Regions from separate parts of the Hordeum vulgare genome. Here region 2 is linked to region 1. The links are chromatin contacts, called in public Hi-C maps. All regions are on one chromosome and are shown on one strand. The core of a region is the stretch at or near the end of the contact, and the rest is flanking DNA. Distances in the headings are between cores, read along the strand shown.

Region 1 (5,792 bases), core at 1,487-3,986:
ATCCCTCGCGTCTGCCGCGTGCGCGCGGCCCTTCCTCTTGGGCGACTCCCTTGCGCGCTCTTCGGACGTCAGCGTCTTCTTCGGCTTGGGTGCGGCGGCGGTCTTGCGGGGGGCGCGAGGCTTGCCTTTGCCAGAGAGGGCGGTCGTCTTGCCGGACGAGGCGAGGGAGGCGAGGCCGGCGACGACGTTGAGCTCGCCATCCATGGCAGGGGTGGGGCGGGAGCGCGCGCGGGCGGGATATGGTGGAGGTTGCCACCGACCAGCGGGCCCGAGGGGAGGAGAAGGCGCGCGCACGTCCGTCTCGTGTCCACGTCGATGCAAATCCGTCTCAAAAATGGGTTGGAAATGGGTCGGCAGGCGGACGCCAAGCGGACGCGCGTCCGTTTGGGTTCGCGCGTTGGGCCGACTTTTATGTCTACACCAATCCAAACGGACATGAGCGGACGAAATGGATCACCCGGTTAGAATTACTCTAAATCTCTAAACTTCGGTATCGTATTTGACGTTCTCATGGATTGTCAAAAGAAATTGTGCGTGGGATGGAGGGGGGGGGGGGGGGGGGTTGTCGGTCGGCAGCAATAAGTGGCCCGAAGTCCATATGAATACACCATAGAGCTTTGTACACTTGTACATTTCATACATATGTATGCACGTATGAAAAAGCTGAGTGTAGACATCCGCATGAAATTTTGCTGTAGCTTCCTGTTCTCTTAACACATTCTTCTATAGCTTTCATATTCATATCCATCCAACATGGATATCATGCATGATGCACATCTAGCGATTGCGGTTGCAAATTGACGACACTACCATGTACTACCTACCATGTCGAAGCAGCAATGCTACATACATACTTTTATATGGATTTTACAAACAGATAATTTTGATTGAAGATTAAGAAAGATAAAGGTCTCAGCCCTTAAAAATGAAGGGAGAGGTGGTTAGTTAGAAAAAAAATGCTAATCAGCATGCAACCTTATATAACTCTTTATATGTCTAATATTTTTGCTGACGAAGATGACTAGTCATGACAAAAGGTGACCGTCATCACACATAATAGATAATTATGATTGAGTTGTACATGAAACGTGTTTTCTTTCTCTTACATTCAATTTTCCCTCAATCTTTTTTGATTTGTCTCCTTTCACACGCACTGTGTCTATTCACATAATTGCATGGCTGATGAGACTGAAACTTACGAATAAGTGTTTGTTGCAGGGGAAAACAAATGTGTGACAACTTGCATTCGACAATGATCTGATAACAAAAGGAAGGTGCGATACTTTTCGGGCTTCACGCGTATGCGAATTAATTAATTCTAGATCCTTACCTCATCTCGCCGATTGCCAAATGGGTGCTGTGTTATCCATTTTGCCCTTGCTCTCTCTGTTTTACACATAAGAAATAGTTGTCACAACAACAAAAATTGATTACCTCTCTTAATAAAAAGTATTATTAAGGAAATCGTTAGCTGATAACTGCTCGGTTGGGTGGTGAGTAGGAAATTAATGAGCTAGTCGGCAAGTTAATCAGTCATTTAATTCATTAATCAAGCAATTTATCAGTTAATCGGCTACTCGATGACCCTGTGAGTAGGAATTAATCAGCAAGTTCACTGGTTAGCTGAACGAGTTTTTAAACAAAGATAAAACAATGATTGCATGCACGTACACCTAAAAATATTTTTTCCAAGTTACCCTTCATCTGTTGGTTACATTCTTTGATTACATTTTTTTTTGATATAAATCTCTAGGTTTCAGTTGTTTCGTTTTCTATCGCGGACTCAGGTTGGTAGCTACTATGCCGTGTATCATAGGCAAGGAGCTAAGGAGGCACTGAACACCACAAAAGTATGCACGCCTATGGACCGTCCATTCTACATCACACGTCATGATTGAAGTGGAACACCTATGGCGATAGATGCTCCAAAGCCTACAAATCGATTTACCGTATTTACCCGAACTAGGTAATTGCACATATATTGCAACAGACACGTACAGTAGTGGTTCAACACCAATCTTGTCTAAAATATTCTTTACACCAATTTATAACATTTAACTTAGTAAGAGTATGGATAGGGAAAGCAAGATTTTTTTTGATTTAGTTGGGATTTGATAAGATTGATTTGATTTGATTGAGTTAATGAATGATGTGGTTTAGAAAAACGTCGATTTGGTTTGGACTATTCTAAATTAATATTTTTATGTTAGTTTTTATTTTGTGCAATGTAACATCCCGATGTTCGGAATGTTTAAGAAAAACTTTTTTCAAAAATTAGGGTCAGCAAATTTTGTTTGTTTTATATACTTTAATAAAAGTGTGAATCAAGTTTTTATAGTTTGGCGATTTGAATTTGATTAAATACCAACTTAAATTTAAACTAATGTTTTGTTCTCCACTTTTAGTGGGGTTTTGTTTTTAGCATTTTGATTTATGCACATTTGTATTTTTGGAACTCCTTTTGATTTTTGTTTGAGCTTTCATTCCGGTTTCAGATTTTTCTTTTCAAAAGATCTTATCCATTGTTTTCCTCAAGACTTTGGAAATCCTTAGGCCGAATGTGTCTCTTTCTCAACATGTTTGTCTTTTTTTTCAATGGGCCTTGCCTAATATGCTTCCCATTATTTTCTTTATTTCTTCTCACTTGGCCATTAGCCCATTTGCTTTATACGTGGTAGCTGAACCATTCTTCTTTAGAGATCTTGAGAGAGATATCATGAAAGGAAACGACAACATCTTCCTTAAATTCCCTCTGTTGGACTCCTCCATGCCTTATTTTTCCACTTGCCCATATCCCAACCGCAGAAGGAACGCTTCATCTCTCCACGCGACAAACAAAGAGGAGATGAAACGAGCAAAGAAGACTAAACGTACAGCCACATCTCCAACCATGAAACAGCTTCACCTTCAATTCCCATAAATCTCTATCGTTTTCAGTTTTGAAGAAATCTAGACTTGCACCATGATCTCCTCTCTCATTCTGAGCGGTTCTCATGCCTATTCCCTTCTTCCTGTCTACAAGAGCGCTCCCTATAAAGCTCCATGGACGCGAGGTCGCAATTCCGATGACTCGGACCATCTCCATCCTACTCCTTGCGCCAGGATCTCCTCCTCCATGGCGTGAATCCATTCAAAGAAGGAAGAATGCGATCCGTTGACCACACACCAAGAATTCTGCATGTCCGTCTAAACTGTTTGTCGAGTTCATCGCACCGTTTCGTCAAACTCGGCGAGTCTCTATCCAATTCCTTTTGCACACCTTCTCAACATCACGGATGTTATCTCCTAGACTTCATAGCTCCTCCTATTTTGGTCGATGGGTGCATCGATGCTATGCGTCGTATGAACCAAATACTATATGTTTTTTCCATTGTTTTTCTTTTGTTCATTGCTTGATCTAGCTATCAATAGATGAAACATTTTAAGTGGTCAGAGGACCGAGTTTGTGGTTTTAGATTTTGCATATATATCATATTACATGTTTGTGTAGTTCAAATAGGAATTGCACTACGTGCATATTTCTTGCACAATTTTTTTTCTTGTGTGATGTTCCAAGAGTTACATAAAATTTACTGGATTACTCGTTTGATAACCATATTGTAAAATATATATTCATGTAGTCGTTTGGTTAAGATTGAAGGAGTGTATTCATTGATTAATTTTTGCGTGAATATGTTATTGTTCATATATTCGTGTTATGCCTAGGAGTGCATATTGTCTGTCTCATAATTTTTAATGTGGCAAATGACTTGTTAGATTTATCTTTTTACCGGTTATATTTATTTGCAAATTGTTGAACATGTTTCATGTAATATATTTTCTTTTGCGTGGTATGTCTATGAGTTGTTGCAAATTATTATCATGTGTACGTTTACATAATTTTATCTTAAGCTTTGCATGATTGAAGAATATGTCATGTTTTGATTATGTTCATTTTTCTTTAGCATGGCGATATCTTAGATATATTTTATTTGTTTGTTTCTCATCTTTGTCACATGTGTATTGTACGGATTATTGTTATGGTCATAGTTTGACTTATAGGATATAGTTTATGTGGTGTCTCATGTTGATATAAGTTTTGTTATATGTCATGATGTAGTGTGTTATGCATGTGTATAGAATTTGATGAATTAACATAATGCTTATAATTCTTTTGAATTACTCTAAGCATTGATTGGTTTATTTAAATATGGTTTACGATTTTACATATTCATTTTCATCGTGTCACATGTGTTTTATTTATTTTTATTTAAAGCATGCCATGTTCTAGGTGTTGTTTATTGAAATTATCCGTTGTTACCTAATTTATTACTAATGAAAATGAATTGATATATTATTTTAGAACATAGTCATATTACTTGTTGTAGGCATATTGTTTGCATTTAGAATATGTTTTATATCATGCATAGAGATCATTACTTATGTACGGCATGAGAGTAGCACCTTATTGTGTAGTGCATCTATTAATTTTTAGATGTGTGTTATCTATGAATTGGATGGGTATTTGTTTCATGAAATCGTCTAGATTGCAATGAACGACTAATCCGGTTATGTTATTGTTTGTTTTTCCTTGTATAAATATGTTATATCTTATGGCTGCCTTATTTTGAGTTGTAGTTGAATCGTTATAATTTTTAGAGTTATCTAAATATTTAATCATGGTTGATTATTTCATTCGCTTTTTGATGTGTGACCTTTCTCAAAGCATTTTTTTAATTTGTTTTGTAAGTTCATGCTTGTGGTTATACTTTGTTTGGTAGTGATACATGTTAGAAATGTATCTACCATGTATACTTTAATAAGCATGGTTACTTCTTGTTAATTCCTTGCAATGAAGTTGTGCTTGTATAACTAGATTGTATAGTGTGTGTGTGTACGAGTTCATGTATTAGATCAAGCCTAGTTGTGTATCATATGTTGTTCCTAGTGTAGGTGGTACTAGATATGAAATGCATGTTATCATGAGTATCGATGTTAGAATGGTGTATTCCTTATCTTATAATTTCATGATCTATTATCACTAGGCTACATTCTTAAGTATGGTATGTCCATGTTCTGATATGTCATAGTTACATTCTCGTGTAGTGTGTCATGCCATGCTTGCCCTTAGATTAGCTCATATAAACTAGTTGATGCTACAGTTATGCATTGGTTTGTAATGATAGCAAATTGTGGTAGCTTGTGTGAGGATCATCGCCATGCTTAGCATTATATCTTGATGATCTTATTATTTCATTGTGGTGTGCCTAAGCCTATACATCATGTCATGATAGTGATCTTTCATGTCCTATTATGTTGCATGTGTTATAGTTGAGTACTTATAGTCCCTTGTGCTTCTTATAGATGATTACCCTTGTCACATGTTAGTGTTTTATACTTGATGCAATAGTTCATCCCATGCTTAGGATAGTTTACCTTCATGTTAGTTGAGTTGTGTTGTGGTGTTAGTATGGCTGTTAGGGGTTATTCGTATTAGTTGCTCTTTGGCAGTAATACCATGTCCTAGTTTAGTATCTTCTCATGCTACCTCGTATGTGTGATGATTGTGTTATTAGATAATACCTCTTTTTTATTTTGTACTTACATACCTTGTATGAGACGGGTCTTAATATTGAGTTGCTCAATTAGCTTTGACCATAGTCTTGATTGGTCTTTGTTATAGATTGTTGATGATAGTTGTTATGGTTGATGTTTGGTTCTACTTGATGTTAATCATTGTAAAGATTTAGTAGTATCTAAATATTTATTTGTGGTTAACTTTTATATTTATCATGCCATGTTTTGGTTGTGTA
Region 2 (5,792 bases), core at 2,137-4,636, 430 kb after region 1:
CATACAAATTCCAAACATGGTGAAACTTTTTGATGATTTTTTCTGTAAGATTTTGGACCCATGGAACTTCAGGAGGAGGCCAGACGCTACACGGGGTGGCCACAAGCCCGGAGGGCGCGCCTTGGGGGTAGGGCGCGCCCCTAGGGCTTGTGGGCCCCTTGTTGGTCCTCCTGACATAATCCCACTTCTATAAATTCTAAAATATTTCGAAAACATCAGAGAGCCACCTGAAACACTTTTTCCGTCACCGCAAGTCTCTGTTCCGCCGTGATCCCATCTGGAGACCTTTTTGATGCCCTGACTGAGGGGAATTGATCATGGAGGCCATCTACATCAACCTTTCTGCCTCCATGATGATGTGTGAGTAGTACACCATGGACTTATGGGTCCATAACTATCACCTAGATGGCTTCTTCTCTCTCTATGATCTTCAATACAATGTTTGTCGCGATTCTCGTGGTGATCTATGCGATGTAATCTTGTTTTGCGGTGTGTTTGTTGGGATCCGATGAATTGTGAGTTTATGATCAGATTATTCATTGAAATTAATTGAGTCTCCTCTGAATTCTGTTATGCATGATTACTATAGCTTCGTATTTCTATCCAATCTATCTGTTTGGTTTGGCCAACTACATTGATTTATCTTCAGTGGCAGTGGTGTGTTGTAGTGGGTTCAATCCATCGGTGCTCTATATTCCAATGACGGAAGGGTACAAGACACATATTTGTATTGTTGCCACTAAGGATAAAAAGACGGGGTCTGAACATGTTGGTTGTCTTACTTTGTCTACATCATGTCATCTTGCTCCAAGCATTACTATGGCGGTCATGAACTTAATACTTAGAGAGGCAATCATAGAAGCACTCTTGTAGTGGAGTAATATAGTAAATGCAGGATCATTTCGATCTACTTGTTTATGGACGTGATGCCTATATACACATAATATTTGTGTGAATAACATGTCATAACTATGTGCTATTCTGTCAATTGCCCAAAAGTAATCTTTTTACCCACGGTGTGCTATGTGCGGGAGAGAAGCCTCTAGTGAAAACTATGGTCCCAGGTCTACTTAATCTTATTGCCAAAAACCAAAATCACCTTGTTGCACTTTTACTTTTATTTATTTACTTTTGGTATTTATATTATCTATCTATTAGAATTAATCCTTGCAAGTAACGAGTTCAAGGGGCTTGACAACCCTCTTGCCCATGTTGGGTGCAAGTGTTTGGTTTTGTGTGTGCATGTGTTGACGACAAGAGTTTGCGTAATCCTCCTATTGGTCTGGTAACATCAAAATACTTATCTCTACTATACTGCATCACCCCTCCTCTTCGGGGAAAACCTAACACACTTTACAAGTAGCAGTCACCCCCAAAGGCGCCAAACACTCAAGTTCCTCGTCGCGCACATGACAAGATTGATAAGGGAGGAAGGTGCACCGCAAAAATTCGATTGGCGACACTCTCGCAGTCTATACCGTCTTCTTGCTCCTTCATCCCCCTGTGTGGCAACGGAATTGATCGGCAAACATGTTCACCATTAGTTTTTAACTTGAAGGTCTAAGACCCCTTGCCACTCACGATAGCCACCCAACAGTGCAGCACCACGACGCCACTCACGCGTCTGAGCAGAGGGTCATCATGTTGAGAAACAAAAGGTTATCGTTGCCGGTCGACGCCCGCGTACCTGCAAACTCCGGATCGCGACGACGCCTCATCACTAAACATTGCCGCCACTTCCGAACACGTCATCACCACCGTTGCACAACCATATCCTTGTCCTCAAGCCACTACATGCAGGCCACATCTCGTCGTGGAAGGCTATCGGAGTGGAGACTTCCCAACCACCACCTTCATCAACCAGTGTATGGGCTTATCCCCACAACTAGTCTCTAGCGGCCACGAGGGGTTGAAAACATGTGGAAGTTGGAGGTGGCGTCAAGATGCGTTTTTCCTGTCGGTACATATATATTACTCTTTAAAAAAAATCCTTGCAAATGTTTGTCAATTCCCGACGTAACATGACAATGAACAAAAGATGATAACTTGATTCATGAACCTCACAAAGTCCATCATTACTTTCATCCTGAACAAAGCTTTAGGTCCATCTTTATCATACTTTGGTGCTTATTTAGGTAATAAATAATCTTCTATCTAGACATTAAAGAATCATGAAAATCTTACATGCCTTCTTTTGATATGATTTATATGGACTACTTGATGAAAAAAATGAATTACATAAGAAACCGTCTAATTCACATAGACATTTCTAAAAACCTTACTACAACATTGCATATACATGCACATTCTATTGAAGAGTGAAGACTGGAGTCACAAAGTATAAGATTGGAAAAAACATCACAAAACTGGTGGTTGATCTTTAGAAAGATGACACTACAACCACCTTCTAGCCATCCAATTATTTTTAACCATTATTTATAATGAACCTACCATTTATATGAAACTCCAAGGAAAAACTAGATAAACTCGTCGGGAATACTTTGAGCAATCTAATGTGCACATGTCAAAATAATGAAAATTTATGTTCACTTGTTGTATAATGAAATTTGTGTTGACATCCCCTTACACGCACGCGGCTAGGTGGTTAGAGTAAAGGGGTAAAGTTCTCCTCACTTCCAAGCTCCACTGACCAACCCGTGGACCCCCCCCCCCCCCCCCGACATGTTGTTGTAGCGGTTGGTGCAGAGGAAGGGAATCCCGATGTATCGGCTCCATCTAGTTGTTTAGATTAGGATTTTTTTAGTCGTCACATGGGCGACACTTGGGCAGATGGTGTTGCTTCTTCTTCAAGTAGGTCGGGTTCGATTTTATATGTCACGACGGAGTTGACTGAGTACCGACGTAGATTCTTGTCGTCTTCTTTGAACGATGATGATATGGTTTCTCGTCGTGCGTGCGTGATGGTCAAATCTAGTGTTAGACGCTTCATATCAATTCAAGGGTTTAACGATAATGCATGTGGTTCTAGGGGACTAATCCTTATTAAGAACACGTACATGAAAACTTCTCATGTGTTATTGATAAGGGTCGACCTGACTCTAATATGGAGGCATCGATAGACTGCAACTTTTATTATGTTTGTGATGCTTTCTAGTTCCGACGAGCTTTTATAATAGACCGGAATATTTTGGAAGAAATTATAAAAATGATGTTTTGCCTTTTTAAGGGCATATAAGATGAAAATTGTGTTTTTTAGGGTAAAAATTGTGTTGAGTTTTTTTTAGGGTAAAAATTGTGTTGAGTTGGGCGCAACACGAAATGTGCACCAGAATATTTACCAGCCACCGACCGACGCTTACCCGTGTTGGATTTGGTCCAAAATGAAGGAAACGTTTTTTCCTCTAATAAATTTCTGTTCCAATCTGGCTTTGGCTCCGCCCACCCACTGCCCTCCCTCCTCCTCCCACTGTTCCCCCTAGAAGCGACCCGAACGAACCCGACCGGCGACGCCTCCACCACCACCGAGGCCTCCACCACGTATTCCCCACAGATTTCTGCAAGAATCCATCCAATTTGCGCCCTCTCCTTTCCGCCCGCTCCAATTCGCCTGCAAGTTTTGGGGGGAAAGAGCGATTTTCTCGCCTTTGGCTTTACCCCCTTTCCCTTTTGACCCCGCGCGGTTCTTCTTTTTATCGGTGCCGCCGATCGGAAAAGGCGCGGTCTTCTTCGTTGATTTCGGCTCCGGATTTGATCTGGTAAGGTTCGGTTGGAGCACTCTTTATCATTCTCGCGCGATGCGTGGATTTCCTTCTTTCGATGTTCCTCACGGTGTTTGATTTTATCAGGCTGATGAATGATGGATTCGCGGGGACTTGTTTAGCGCGGTTTGATCGGGGACTTGTTCGCCTAATCCGTTATGATTAAGCAAATCCTGGGCAGGCTACCCAAGAAGCCGGCCAAGTCCGGGGAGAAGGATTTCGCGGGAGCCGGCTCGTCGTCGCTGTCAAGCCCGACGGCGGATGCAAGAACCACCACAGATTTGACCATGTCTAGTAGGGTTGGCAATCCGAGCAATTATGTCACGAATCCTGGGCAGACTTACGGCAACAGGAACGCTGGTGTTGCTGCGGGTGCCAGCAATGGTTTCATGGCTCCGCCTGTGTATGAGGCGCTCCCGAGCTTCCGGGAGGTGCTGCCTTCGGAGAAACCTGCCTTGTTCCTCAGGAAGCTCGCCATGTGCTGCGTGGTGTTCGACTTCACAGACCCCACAAAGGATGTGAAAGAGAAGGAGGTCAAGAGGCAAACATTGCTTGAGCTGGTGGATTATGTCACCTCTGCCACCGGGAAATTCCCAGAGTCTGTCGTGCAAGAGGTCGTCAACATGGTATCCACAAACTTGTTCCGCGGCCCGAATCCTGCCCCAAAGGAGAACAAGGTAATCGAGTCATTTGATTTGGAGGAGGAAGAGCCTGTCATGGACCCGGCATGGCCTCACCTGCAGATTGTCTTCGAACTGTTCTTAAGATTTGTTCAGTCTCCTGAGACAGATGCTAAGATGGCCAAGAGATATGTCGATCAGGGTTTCATTCTCAAGTTGCTAGATCTCTTTGACTCAGAGGATCCTAGGGAAAGGGAGTATTTGAAGACAATACTTCACAGGATATATGGGAAGTTCATGGTGCACCGTCCATTCATCAGGAAGTCAATTAATAATATATTCTACAGGTTTATATTTGAGACAGAAAAGCATTATGGGATTGCAGAGCTGTTAGAGATTCTGGGCAGTATAATCAATGGTTTTGCTTTGCCACTCAAGGAAGAGCACAAATCGTTTCTAGTCCGGGCGCTGATTCCACTCCACAAACCAAAATGCGTTACCATGTATCATCAACAACTGTCATACTGTGTCACTCAGTTTGTTGAGAAAGATTGCAAGCTTGCTGATACTGTTATAAGGGGTCTACTTAAGTATTGGCCAATCACAAATAGCTCAAAGGAGGTGATGTTTTTGGGTGAGTTGGAGGAAGTATTGGAAGCTACTCAGTCAGCAGAATTCCAGAGATGTATGGTGCCACTTTTCCGACAGATTGCCCGCTGCTTAAATAGCTCTCACTTTCAGGTAAAATGGAATTGCAGAGTGCCAACCAAACCATACACATATGATACATGTTAATAGCTCATGGAAGTTCTCGTCCTTAAAACTGTTATTAGTTTTGCGTTAGTCTTTGCTTGTCGCATGATTTTCTAGAACTTATCAATGCAAGTGAACTAACATGTAACAAACAATAGGTATATAGTCCATACTAGTCCTGCTCATGTTGAAACATGAATAGTCATGTTAGCCATTTCCTGGTCATTTTAATTAGTACTTCATCATTAATTCCTTGCAAAAAGGATTGATTTAAGCTGCTGTTTTTAGTTTGGCCCTGAATAATGACTGTTGTTTTATTGCTTCAAATTTATCCAAGCCTTCAAATTATCAAGAGCTATCTTTGTCTGTCTGAGGTTGGATAATGGTTTCGTCAATGAGAAAATTATTGTAAGAGTTAAGTTTGCTGAAGCAATTCATGCCATTTCTGCCTTGTGAACACCGGTACCAAAAATGTGTGATACCGAAGTTATTGGGAAGCTTAGCCAACTTGGTCATATTACCCTGCTATGCAACTGTCACAGACAAATATTGAATCTAGATAAATTCTTCTTTGTATTAACAACTAACTCTCCCAATATTGCATTATTATTTATGTGTGCCCATCATTTTACTAACTCTGCAAGCATTAAATCATTTTCAGATTGGATGCGCCTATGCATAATAGAATCCAGATGTTCTT

What was found. Hi-C and Micro-C count contacts between places; a contact is called where the count stands out from the background.
Region 2: a contact with region 1 is called in a Hi-C map of leaf, with 7 times the contacts expected there. The contact joins the promoter of LOC123407227 here to the enhancer-like site in region 1. A contact is called at or near these places in 3 of 6 Hi-C or Micro-C datasets (leaf and seedling) and 1 of 1 datasets of contacts at active chromatin or transcription factors (embryo).

Annotation. Positions count from the first base shown.
Region 1 is chr7H:415,640,280-415,646,071 of MorexV3_pseudomolecules_assembly, forward strand. No RefSeq gene overlaps it. Among protein-coding and RNA genes, the nearest start is that of LOC123411024, 190 kb to the left of the region's middle. Within about 2 kb of position 2,737, at least 1 of the 3 cell types and tissues checked has open chromatin away from gene starts, as enhancers often do. A contact at or near this core is called in leaf, where this site is marked.
Region 2 is chr7H:416,069,522-416,075,313 of MorexV3_pseudomolecules_assembly, forward strand. It overlaps LOC123407227 (serine/threonine protein phosphatase 2A 57 kDa regulatory subunit B' theta isoform-like), which reads left to right and starts at 3,387. Exons shown (of 3, transcript XM_045100314.1): 1 at 3,387-3,716; 2 at 3,807-5,080. The coding sequence starts at 3,878.